2 separate regions of the Gadus morhua genome follow, and region 2 is linked to region 1. A link is a contact called in public Hi-C data. All regions are on one chromosome and are shown on one strand. The core of a region is the stretch at or near the end of the contact, and the rest is flanking DNA. Distances in the headings are between cores, read along the strand shown. Region 1 holds the start of hint1 (histidine triad nucleotide binding protein 1). Region 2 holds the start of LOC115559928 (transmembrane protein 26).

Region 1 (6,804 bases), core at 2,433-4,932:
TTTCCAATTGGAGTTTTTTACTACTTTGTAAAATGTTTTACTTTGAAAGGGCCAGTTTGGAATGTGATCTTTCAACATAATTCCTTCTAATATTTAGATACTGTATAACAATCCAATAACCATAACATTAGCTTTTAAATGCATTGACTGACAATGAATCTGAATTCAGCAATATCTTCAAATGTTTTTTAACAGTATAACCATCTACTTCAGCACTGGGATACTTCAGTGCTGAGCCACAGAAAACTGCTGGAATGTCTGGTTTAACGGTGCAAACATTTTTCAAAACACACACAGGGCAGCTTTCACAAGGCTCTCGTTTCAGAGTTTGAAAATGCCTTTGATGGAACATCACTTCATAATTATTGAACATGGAGTTCTTCTGATGGCGCATATTTCTTGCCAATTTTTAACAGCGTAAAGTTGCATAGTTCATCTTACACAGAGAGAGAAAGCTCCTATGTGAGTCCTACTGCAGAATTATGCAGCAGAATTATGCACAAAGGCAGGGTTGAAACATGGCTGCTTTACTTCTTGTTTTTGGGGAACTACACATTTTCTAAGCCTCTATTTATCGTATAGTCTTTGTTCTAGATTAAGCTGATTTAACAGTGTATTAGTACTTAGATAACTTGCCAATAGTGGATTTAGGTACCAAAATACATAGTGTTCCTTTTCTCCTCGCTATACTGTACTGTAACTGTACAATGTTTTAAAACCAAGTGATAGAGTTAACAATTCAATGGCATTGGTAACAAATGAGGAAAGAATGTTCTTGTCAAATAGGTCATTTCTGTTGTTTTGCACTTTTCTGTACATTATTTTGTGGTGCTTCATTTTGCTAAGAGCAGTACAAAGTGGTGCGAGGCACTTGTCAAGTCACAGGTATTCTGATTGTCCTATGGTCTTGTCTCCATGAAACCACTGTCTTTTCAAACAAATCTGTTCTTGCTATTTTTGTGCCCTATTTTATCAAAAGATCATGGGGCAATTGTGAATACTTGGTACATGTTTATTTTTCATGTTTAAGTTTACATGTCTTATCATTTCTTATCATTTTTGTTTCAAAAGAACCCCAACAATTTATTTATTTGTTCTTTATTTTGTTCATGTCGACTTTGTGTTTGGTATTGTTTGTTCTATACATTTGTTACTTATAGTTAATAAAGCAAGACCTATTTGGAAAAGGTTTTTTTTTCCCATTGTGTTGGATTATGCACTATATGCACAGCAATGGTTCATAAAATAAGTGGGAGTGAAGCGTGGGTTAGTTCTTCTGAGAGACTTAACCTATTAGGTCTAACCTAGACCCCGCCTAGGCTCCACCCCATCATCGAGCTGATCCTGTCTGATTAACCAGCAAGGTTTCAACGTACCACTTTCCTACCGGCCATTCATTCAATTAAAATGGTGGTGCCCTCTGGGACCTAGCAAAATAAACTAAATAAACCGACAACACAAAACATTCCACTCAATTGACCAAGCAGGTTAAATAGAGGTGACATTACGGGGATACCAGCATCCACTTTTGGACAAAATCGTTTCCAAAAGGTGGTTATGGGAATAACATGCATGTATATACGACAACTGATACGACAGATGAAAATAGGCTTAAAACTATAACCCCATGGCACTACATGATACATCAGATTTTGTGAAGTCAAGACTGATCTCTTCGGCCCCAACTTAGTGCTGCTAGAGCTCATGTAGCCAGGGCCCGGGCAGGCTAGCTCAGGTATAGCCCCCTTTTCAGTATATAACGGCAACCCCCATAACAGTAAAATTGCACCCAATGTCTTAAGCACAGGTTCTACAATGCTTTAATTAAAGTAGGTTTACATAAGTTATTATGAAAACATTTTATATAATAAATGCAAAGTATATATATAAAAAATGACAATGCATAATTGTGAAGTACATTTATACAACCATAAACAGTGATATATAATATCTCTAAACTACAGATCATACAAAATAAACAGACGGCATCAGTTTAGTGCATTTTATTGAACATAACCAGTGATTTTTCATTTCATGCCAGTTCTCCTAGACCCATTTCAGACTAAATCAAACAACACTGGATACAACCCAGCACAGACTCTTTGAGAGGGGTGCCGCGGTGATGGCTCTGGGAGTGGGAGACTGGGCAGTTAGCCGGGGGGCCAGGACATCTGGCGCCCACCCATGACATGAAGGTGAATGTGGTAGACCGACTGGGCGCCATCGGGCCCGTCGTTCAGCACCACCCTGAAGCCTTTAGCCAGCCCCAGCTGGGCCGCGCACTTCTTCGCCACAAGCATCAAGTGGCCCAGCAACTGTGGAGACACACAGGGTATCAAGCTTCAATGTAGGCGTCACACCAAACGGAACTAATAAACATTTCCGAGCAGCATAGTAGCTCCTACAGTCAAAATGAAAGAATGCCATTTAATTGAAAGAGCTCCATCTATTGGCTGTAGATGGAACTGAAACAGGGACCACATCAATACTGCAGTCCTTCAACAGAGACGCCAACTCTCAGCATAAAGCCTGATGACCCTCATCACACCCTCTCAGGCCACTCCTCCGATCTCTACTTACTACTTGGAGACTGCTTTGAATACATACATACAGCCAGACCCAGACAACTTTAATCGGTAACATAGATTTTGAATGTCATATATTGAGATTCTAGCTAAATATGAACTATATAAACCACATATTGCCTAATAACTGCAGGACCTAAGCCTGTTTAGGTGATGTCTGGATCAATAAGTCCCAGACCTGGTGGTCAATGGTGATCATTGACCTAATCCCTCTGGTTGCCAAAAAACTACTTTTTCAATTGTTGGGGTAAAGATGAGAAGCTGGGAAATGGCTGCAATAGTCCTGCTTCTTTACTTGAAGTATAGTCATGAATAAACAGAAGTCTGCTGTGTGCGGGCCCCAAAATGGTGCCCGCACACAGTTGGTGACCAACTCTCAATGAAATCTCACTCCCAGTCTGAAAAGCCCTGTTCATACAGGATTTAAATATTCTATTACCATAGTTATTTCAGCAAAGCATGACCTTATCAAGCATATAAATACAAGAACATTAGTCCATTTGGATGAGTGGTACTTACTGCAGCATCGCCATCCTCAGCTTGGGACAGCTGAGTTATGGGCTTCTTCGGGACCACCAGAAAGTGAGTAGGTGCCTGAGCAGCGATGTCTGGGAAGGCTATGCACTGAAAAACAAGCAGTAGAGACATCAGACAAGGCCAAGTAATGTTAAGTAAAAGACAGGTTCACATTACTACTGACAGTCATTGCGGAGATAGGCTGACGTTATACTGTAAATTCGTGGTCAAATAAACATTTTGGAGACTTACATTAGATGAGAAATTGGAGTATGATGCAATGCAATACATTATGGAATAGGTCATTTGGTATTCTACAGACACTTAATAACACCTCAGGTGCAAAGATAAAGGCTACTATGTATGCAGAGCTGGCCTACCGTTACGTTGCAACAATAACACTTGCCTGTTCATCTTCATATATAAGAGTTGCAGGAATCTCCTTGCGGATTATCTTTCCAAAGATCGTATCTCCACCTGGCAGGGCAGCCTGCGACTTCACTATTTCGTCCGCCATGGTGGTCGAGACGAGAGCGCAGCACTACTGCCCCCTTATGATCAGAGTTGCCAGATTGGGCGGGCCAGATTTCCCGCCCAATGTGGCAACACTGGCTGCAGTGCTCTGCTGCAGGCGTTGCCAGATTGGGTGGGAAATCAGGCCCAAACTGGCAACACTACTTAGGGTCTTGGGAGCTGTAACGTGCATACCGACTGCTATTGGTAGATTCATGCCCGAGCATTTGGAAGCGTGTTCAGTGATTGGCTGCTGGCTCTGGTTTCGCTTTCCAACACGGAAGTGAGCTAAATAAGTCAACATGCCCGGCTGCGTTCCAATAACCAATACTATCATACTATTCAGTATGGCAGAAAAATATTGAGTATGACATAGGAGAATGCAGTTCGCCAAAACTACCAGGATGTTGAAATCAGCGAAGTCACCTGTAGTGTGTCCCAATTGTATGTATACTACAGTATGTACTACAAGTAAAAAGAAAAAGTGCTTGTAGTAGGCCTACGTAGTACTGCAGGAAAAATGGGGCTGCGTTCCAAATATCATATTTTTTAAGCGTTGCAGCCATAGATATATAACTAGATGCCTCGTCCGCGGTGCTGGCCAATGGAGTCGAACGTCACCACTGGCGGCCATCTTACCACAGTAAGCTGCTCACCAATAACATTGTGCTGGTATTGATTAATGTACTTTTAAAATAACCATAACATGCTCAATTTTCAACCGATTTTCAAACCGGTTGGTTTTCTTATAAACGTCAGAGTTGTAGGTATGACAGTATATACTTATGAATAGTTGTTAGGTTCTAAGAAAAATAGAATAATGTTCTAAAATAGGTACAATATTTCCCTTTACAAATATACATCAAGAAAGGCTGCACGTTGAAATCCCCACCCTGTACAAAGATGTATGTAATTATAACCATGTGTTTTCATATGAAATGAACATTAAACAGAACAGAAAGGTGAAGTAAATACACACATGCACAACGTATTCATGTTATTTATGTTAAATCAATATTTGGGCTACTAAAACTCAGCAATCTATTGTGTTGGTAACTTCACTCAAATCTATCTACAGTCAAGTATGCATTTAGACAGATACGATGAAATATGATTATAATATGTGCAACTTTTGTGGCTGTTTAAGACACATTGAAGGCATGATGTCACCATAGGTTTGCAGAGAACTAAATGTGGAGAGAGAGAGAGGCAGCAAAAATGGGCGGGCCCACAGAGAGACCCACCAGGGGCGTAACATTGGGCTAATGCCCTTTGAAAAGGACTGTTTTATTGAGCTTCTGTCGAATGTTGTTGCTCTGTAAGCTTAGTGTAGTCATTTTAGCGATGTGGTGTAGCCTTAACTTAAAAAACAAAGAGACAACTAGTGTTAGCAACGTATGGTGATGGCTGTCTATGCCACACTGCGTGTCGCCGATGTGCTCCCTGAGCACAAACACATCCTCTGACCCGATCCTCTTCCGTACAATGTACAAGACCTCTAGCAGTTTGAAGGGCTGTGATCGTCTGAAACTAGCTGATGCCTGGCGAATGACCCACCCTGCTGCCCTGACGACCCTCACTGTGCACTCTGATGGAATCACCAGGCCTCCATTGTTTCTTAGACACAGCAGGTGGTAGCTCTGGTCCTTGATGGCAGATGCAGCGTCTGTCACCAGGCTGGCACGGCAGACATCACAGGACAGCTTCTTCAGAGCCCGTCTCACAACAAATCCTGAAATTTGGGTTAGTATAATATCATAACTTACAATAATATGCGTGGGGAAATTAAGGAAACATTTCTTTTTTTGGACTGTCAAGAGTGTTCTCTCACAGAGTTGACTATTGGCACTATCGGTTATAGGCAAAATCGACTTTCAGTCAGCCTTCACCTGAAATGTACACGAGAGCATTGTCCACAAGACCATCATAGCAGACGGGAAGGTTGCTGTGGTGGTCATGTACTAGGGCAGGAATGTCAGCAAATGGGGATGGAAGATCTTCTCCTCCTGCTAGAGAGGACATATCTACAGCTGACAGGCTTGTTGTCGATGACCGCTGATAGGGACTCTGTCTCATCCTGTGCAGTCCCATTGCCTCTGCATGGTTTAACAACTCCACACTGGGCCATCAGCTTTCTGAAGATCTATTTGAACTGGGTTGTTATTCCAGCGCCACCTTAAAAAAACACAAGATATACGAGTATATTACACAGATATTCAATATATGCTTTATGCTTTAAAACATATAGACCGAAAAACTGAAAACAATCCAAGCATTTGCTGAAACTTTGTCACTTAGTGTTGAGGCTCGTAAAAAATAAATTTTGAAACCTACCGGATGCTCTGATGGAGTTAAAGAGAAGTTCCAAATGGTCCTGGCTGAATCTGTAGGTCAGGACATATCGCTGTCCTTCGAGCAGCACAGGAACCATCGACATCAACGTGTCAATGTTTATGACGAAGCCCATGACAGAGAGGAACCTTCAAAAGCAAATAAAGGGGTGTTAAAGCTGACTAGTTTGCATCCCTGACCTTAAAGTATAATCTGTGTAAGGTTTAGGATCCTTAAAATTACTTTTAGGACACTAAAACCTTCTTGAATCAATTCACAACATAACATGCAGACCATGCAATACATAAACAGAAAAGAGCATCTCATGAACTCGATGGAGACAGGACAGAACATCTTACAGGACAGAGCATCTTATGAACTTGATGCAGACAGGAGGACAGAGCATCTGAACTCGATGCAGAAGACACAGAGGACTGTAGATAAACAAGAGAACAGAGCATCTGTTGAATTTATATCATGGACTTGAGGCACTGAAACCGGTAGAGGTTAACCTTAGATAATTTAATGATTTGTAAATTGACTACTTGTATACATCTCGAATAATAAAATAAACCCTTATTTTTCTAATTGAGCACACAATAATTTAATTAGAATTAAGAATTTGTACTGGATATTGGCGACTACAAATGTTGCAAGTGCATCACTAATTGTCGCTATTTTAAAAGAGCTCTTTGTTCGGTAAAGGGGTTTGCCATCCTCCATCTTCAAAGTGAGCAAGTACCCCCTGGCGTTAATCAAGAACTCCCTGGTGCTTGTCCAATTCCTGGAACCAAGGGGGGCTTTGAACCCTTTGGCTCTGGGATTGCGACTGTTCAAGATGTCAAACTGCTTGTCTGTT
Region 2 (6,804 bases), core at 2,953-5,452, 150 kb before region 1:
AATTAAGACGTTATATGGGACAACTAACTGGCATACACAGGCTTATTTTTCAACAAGAGAAAGGCAGAGTTCCAGAGTTGGAAAAAGAGCCACCAAGGGGGGTGGAGCCGGGTGACCACGAGCCTAGGCGAGAAGGACCATACAAAGTCACCAGCGCAACACCAACAGCCATCCAAGTGGAAGGAAGTGCCACGTGGTATCATCTCAACCACTGCACAAAAGCTGCTCAACCCAAAGCCAGAGACGATCGTGAGGAGGAGGAGCCAGACGCAGACACACGTGGGGCTGACCAGCTGCCCCAGGACCAGATCCAGTCGAGCCAAGAGATACAACAGCATGATGATGCTGAAAACGGGGAGCCTGTTTCTGATCCTTTACGGGTTGTGCCAGATTTCGCTGGCACAAGCACAGACCCCGAGGAAGGATGAAACCACGGGGACAACACAAACCTGGAAGGGCCAGGAATTAGGGGGTGGTAGGCCTACTGAAGAAAGCCAGAGAGGAACACAGGATAATCGGGCCCAAAATCATTCAGGACTGGTTGACAACAAAGGGAAAACAGTCTTGTATGCTCACATACCACCGCAAGACCAAGTCAATGACTTTGTGTTTACTGTTATGTCGGATGACCAACACCTATGTGCATTAACCCTCCGCCAGAATTATGAACATGCACATAGGAAAGATCGGTGTAAATTACATATCCAATTTGATTCAATGAAATGGTGTCTAATAGTAACGTCAGGAAGGACATGGGACTACAACGGAAAGTATCAATTGAACGTGAGAGAATTCATATTTTTTAAAGCAGTGTCAGACAGAACGTTTAATTTTACATTAGAAGCAGAAGATCCTTGTGTAATCAAAAATCAACCGGGTAAGGTAGTTGAGATTGATCAAAGCAATCCACTAAAATCTTCAGATAATGATAAAATAAATATAACCACTGCCACCGATAAAGTAGATCAACCTCCGGTTAGAGATAATGGGATAAATTCGTTGGTAACCACTAAGAGTTTAAATTCAACTCTAGATGCAAGTAAGACTAATGAAACTTCTATTAGAGAGGATACAACAATATTAGCAATCACTAATGTAACTTCTATTGGAGAGGCAACCACTAACGTAACTCCAACTAGAGAAATAACAACAGTCATGGGTGATCTAATAATAAAACTAACAATGAATGGTACAGCAGCAACTGCTCAGGGTGAAATAATACAGACAACAGTACTATCAAAAGAAGAGATGGCCCTCATGGTGACTGGCATAGAGGAGTCGGGGGAGTGGGGGAGGATGCTCTACGGGGAGATAGATTGGAGTGACACTAGAAAGGAGACCGAAATGTGAGAATCGGACATCAGAAGGAGGTCCTATTCTCTTAACTGGTGACCTCTCCATGGGAGCCACAACCATTTCAGACAGTGTGAACAAATGGACATTTGGACTAATGGGTTCCAGGGCATGGTGGCTGCAAACAGAAGCAACTTGGATTACGGTGCCCAAACCCTCACGCTATATAGTATACCAGTACATGACGATAAATCAGAGCTATCCAAATCCATTCAAGCTTCTTGACAATTTTAGTTTTTAATTTCTATTATTTACTTATTTTTTGAAATGTCATTTTTTGAGTTTCATATTTTTATGTCATATATTCTGAAATGCTAATTTTCAATGCATGCTGAAAATACTGTGTTATGTGTGAATTCTAGTTAGACATGTTAGACATTTGATAAGATCTTTTTTGCCTTAAACCAGGTTGAGACTACTGAACATGTTTAAAGGTTTTTTAATGATGATCAAATGTAGTGCAAAATATGACCCAAACGACTGTTATGTTTTTGTTGTGATCTTAGTAGTCACAAAGGGGGGATGTGTGGTAGAAATTAGTGAGTATATTCTATGGTAAACCATGATTATTAATAGGTTTTATATTTTTAATTGTGGAAAGCATTGTGCTTGCAGAATCTGGGTTCAGAACGGACAAATTCTTGTATGTGTGTATGGGCATAAAGAGGAGCTGGAGTCTATGTTCGAGAGTGACTCTGCAAACCCACTCAGGCTGTTGTCGTTGTTGTTTTTCTTCACGATAAAGTTTTTTTCAATTCTTGCTCCGGACCCCTCGATTTCTTTTACTCTCTCTCTTAAATTAGTCTAAGTGTTTTAAATCTCGATTAATCTACGACAATGGCAAGCTCCCACATCATCCTCTGGTTTGCTCTCTTTTGCTAGGCATGCATGCATAGATAGATACTTAGCAGGCGGTGTTCAAGCTTATGGATGCAGACACGTGTAGAGAGAAAGGCAGAGGACGAGGGAGCACATTTAAGGAGGCACTAAATCATGACTTCACATATCAGGGGTGCTGATTCATTACGTAACTTATCTTCTTACATTTAAAAGAAATGACTCTGAAAAACAGGTTTGATGAAATACAGACATTTGAAAAAAACGAATTTGATAATGACTTGACTTGACTTGACTTGATGATGAGACTTGACTTGACTTGCTTGACTAAAGCTGTGCTTGGACTTGACTTGCTTGATCCTCCTTACTGACGACTTGGACTTACTTGAGACTTGAGGGCTAAGACTTGCGACTGACTTGAGACTTGCATGTATGGGACTTACTCCCATCTCTGCTTACGAGAAACCTCCCCTCTTACACTTCCTATTTACTTCTACGCAAAAATCGTCATATTGCGTCATCTTAAACAGGAAGTGTTGGGGATCGATACGGATCTCTCCAGTCTCTCCAGAAAATAAGGTAATGATGCACGACCATTCGAAAATATGAGTGGGTTTCTAACGATACAAAGCTTAATGGAAATGGGTGAAGTTTCCCTTTAACAAGCTGATTAGAAGGGCTGGCTATGTGCTGGGGACTGCTGTCCCTGGAGGTGGTGATGGAGATAAGGATGGTACAGAAATTGTTGAGTATTATGGACGATAACACGCATCCCTTGCACAATCTAGTGAGTAAACAAAATAGTGTTTTTAGTGGGAGGCTACGACAGCTTAGCTACAGAAAGGACAGATTTAAGAATACTTTTTTTACCTACTGCAATTGCACTTTACAATAACTCCGCTTTTTAGTAAGGACAGAAGAATGTGCTTGGCCATTGAGATGTGTTCCCCCCCATTACAATAAATGATTTTCGCCCTTTTCGCACGTTCAGCCATCCTCGCGAGAAAAGTTAACTGCAAGACTTCACTTGTTTTAGGCTACAATACCTGTTTGCTTATAATTACCTTCAAAAACATTGGTGGACACGCTGCAGTGATTGGATTGATTCGATCTAAATGCCGTTACGCAACTCGAGGGACACAACATTACATTACATTAGGACCTACGGGACAAAAAAATGAATAAATGAACGACGGGACTCGATGGTACCGATAAGCCCAAACGTTAATGATTTTCGGGTTTTGAAAAAAGTGGAACCGGGTCCTTGATAGAACCGGGTTTCGATCACAACCATGAGTGTGAGTTTGGTTACAGGAGAACACAGAGAGATGGAAGGAAATTATTTTTTTCACCCGGGCATCGTCTGCACCAGTGCTACCTATAAAGAATATTAGTCGCACCATTAAATATTTTGGTCGCATGTGCGAACAAATCTGGAGCCCAGTGAGGTGACACTTGACACATGATACAAAATATCAGATAATTCGAAAAATAATCCCATGGAAACCTCTCTATTGTACTTGTGGATGGCCTGATCTCCTTTGGTGAAAAGATAAGGGTCTCCCTGCAAGGGGGGGGGGGGGGGGGGGGGGGGGGCGGACGGACTGGGGGCGACGACGACATCCAGCTAGTTGGACCGGCTACAACAAAGGACATTTGTAAAAAAAAAAAAAAAAAAGAGAAAGAGAAAGGTAATTTAACTGCAAATCTTACCATTTATAATCTTTTCCTCTTCTCCTTGTCATGGTGATCACCATCTCGGCGACTTGAGGTAGGAAGAGGAGCGTCAGAAGCCAGTAGTAAGGGTTTTTCTTGACCCATGCCACTCTACAGACTCCTACCAGCGATACAAGAATAAAACACGCTCTGGTGAACACAGCAGATATAAACGTCCACATGACGGATCCAACACGATAGCATGTGCACGGAGCAATGTGGTCTCTGTTCTCGTTGGTGCACTTTAATACATTTGAACATTGTCCCCAAAGTTTAAGCCCCGCCCATGGAGCAGAACGAACATCATCCGTTCAAGTTCAGATTAAAGTATTTTATTTTATTTAACGTAAGGTTAGTACCCACCAATTTAAGGCAGAATCTTTTTTATGTATCAATACATAAAGATAAATAATCTGGAAAGCAATGAGTATATTACAGGGTTATAATATAACTGGACAAAATAGACAATTATGTGCTGATCCAGTTGCGTGCAAAGTACAAATTGCCAGATTATGAGGCATTACGGTTAATACGGTTCTAAAGTGACACGTGAATGTAAGATTGAGATGCCTGACGGCTCTACAGATAGAAACTTCAGTCTGCTCGTCTGCCGATGTGTAGGCCTGCTGGTATTGCCGCCAGAGGTAATGCCGTTTTGTTTGACGGGTGGTGGGAGTCCTTAACAATCCTTTTCTGAGGGTGTGGTAGTCCTTTAGGGCTGGGAGCTATTTGGCAATAATGTGTTCTCCAACCTGACCACCCTGCGATAGAAGCTCCTTGACTGTGAAGCTACCGTGGACCAATAGTGCACCTGTAAAAGTTTGTGAGGTTTGTCTCCTCAAGAAGAAGAGACGTTTCCAAGGTGATTTGACCCCCTTGTCTGTGTGGGCAGACTGTGTCAAAACTTTGATAATGTACACCCCATGGAACCTGAAGCAGCTGTCCCTTTCGAGAACGTTTTCATATACGTATGGGTGCAACATAACGCTGCAGATGAGCATCTCAAGTCAATTTGAACAGTAGCTTCCCACCTGGATTGCAAGTTCATAAAAATCTCATTTTAGGAGTGGACAGGGTGTCTTTGGCTTCATGTTGCTGCATGGGATTTTTCCCAGTGCGTTGTTATTCAAGCCATCCAGCGATGTCGAGGGAAACGACATATGGGGCCGGAAACATTGGAGAGGGGACGTAGCCTACTCTTCCTGTCTTTGTTTCATTTTCTACTTACCATCCAGCTATTTGTGTCACACAGAAGCAGCTCACAGGGATCATTAATCACAGTGATTCCGCAAACCGAGTTGTGATCCGCTGACTAGACATCAGCCTTGTGTCAAACTGTTAATACAGATATGTCAATCTGAAGTTACCTTATATGGTTTCACAATTATAGGACATTCAAACAATCAAAAAATGTATGCATGAATGAAAAACTAACTGTTATTTAATTTAGGTGTATGTTTTGGTCGCTTTATTTTAGCCAATATGATATTTTCTTATTTTTAGATCTTTGCTTTATCAACTTCCTTGTTACATGGCCACCTCCATACAATGCTAAAATGCGAAAAATGACTCTCACAAGAAAAACATGGGATAGAAACCTGACTTGTGTTTGCTTGCTCAAAGCTTTGTAGGTCATGGTCATGTTAGGACTGGCCCTTGATGTTTTGTTATTTTGCAATGATAGATAGCTTCCAACAACTGGAATTTGCCAATAAGTAGTAAACACGCACGTTGTTATGCTTCCTCAATGTAGGCTATGCTCTTCTTTGCCCATTCTCTAATTATTTCTGAATAACACAGATTTTCTACAGAGTCATACATTACGCAGAGGCGGACAGAGTACACAGCTTCCTTACTTGAGTAAAAGTACAGATACCCCTTGCTAAATTTTACTAAAGTACAAGTAAAAGTACTACAGTCAGATGTCTACTTAAGTAAAAGTACTGAATAACTTGTTTTTAAAAGTACTTCAGTATCAAGAGTGCAAGAGTACATTTTCTAAATATTGCATTATTACTGCCACAGTGCTTACATTTATGTATAGAAACGTCCTACATGGATTTATAAAAAATTGTAATATCTTGAGGAATGTAAAAGGAATTGAAAGTAATATCAAGTCATTTTCATCTTTTTACCATGTTGCTTTATTTAACATTTCTCACTTGCCCACAAGGCAATAGCACAATAGTATACAGTATAACAGTATACTCAAGAACATAAAAACAATTGCTCAGCTTACATAAATATGCAATATCAGAAAATAAAATTCAGCTAACAATTGTATGTATGTGTGAGTTTCTGTTTTTTCATCAATCAAATCAACAATCGTCTCATCTAAATCTGACCATGGAGTTGACTTTGGCGGAAAGCGAAGGTGATTGCTGATAGGCTGAAGGCTGTCCTAATCAGTGGCGCCTGCGCAATCCAATCACGTTTGAGAGGGAAACAACAAATTGAGGGTTTCCGAGATTTTTCTTTTCTCCTTTTATTTTTTAGAAGATAACGGGTACTCACGGTTGGTTAGAAATGGTTAGAAATGTAGCGGAGTAAAGAGTACAATATTTGCCTCAAATTGACTTGAGTAAAGTCATGAGTACTCCCTAAAAATGATACTCGAGTTAAGTACAGATCCCTCAAAATTGTACTTAAGTACTGTACTCAAGTAAATGTACTCCGTTACTGTCCGGCTCTGACATTACGCTATTGTTACGCACTAATGCAACACATACATATATATTTTTTTTTTACGGTGGAATTTATATTGGTCACTTGAAAGCACTCATGATGTTGTTACTGTAACAGTCCAGCAGATGGCAGTCCAAGTCCTACTTATTGGCCACAGAATGGCTTAATTGTTGTTATATCGTTCTGTGGCTACAATTGCTACACTTAACGATT

The links. Hi-C and Micro-C count contacts between places; a contact is called where the count stands out from the background.
Region 2: a contact with region 1 is called in a Hi-C map of heart, with 2.9 times the contacts expected there. The contact joins the promoter of LOC115559928 here to the promoter of hint1 in region 1. A contact is called at or near these places in 2 of 6 Hi-C or Micro-C datasets (gill and heart).

What each region holds. Positions count from the first base shown.
Region 1 is chr15:22,582,398-22,589,201 of gadMor3.0, reverse strand. hint1 (histidine triad nucleotide binding protein 1) reads right to left here and starts at 3,682. Exons shown (of 3, transcript XM_030379114.1): 1 at 3,508-3,682; 2 at 3,105-3,209; 3 at 1,989-2,315. The coding sequence starts at 3,618. The coding sequence ends at 2,151. It overlaps LOC115559919 (a long non-coding RNA gene), which reads right to left. Exons shown (of 3, transcript XR_003979645.1): 2 at 5,949-6,094; 3 at 4,325-5,789. It overlaps cep170aa (centrosomal protein 170Aa), which reads left to right. Exons shown (of 22, transcript XM_030379096.1): 22 at 1-1,191.
Region 2 is chr15:22,728,787-22,735,590 of gadMor3.0, reverse strand. It overlaps LOC115559928 (transmembrane protein 26), which reads right to left and starts at 4,202. Exons shown (of 6, transcript XM_030379122.1): 1 at 3,904-4,202. The coding sequence starts at 4,088.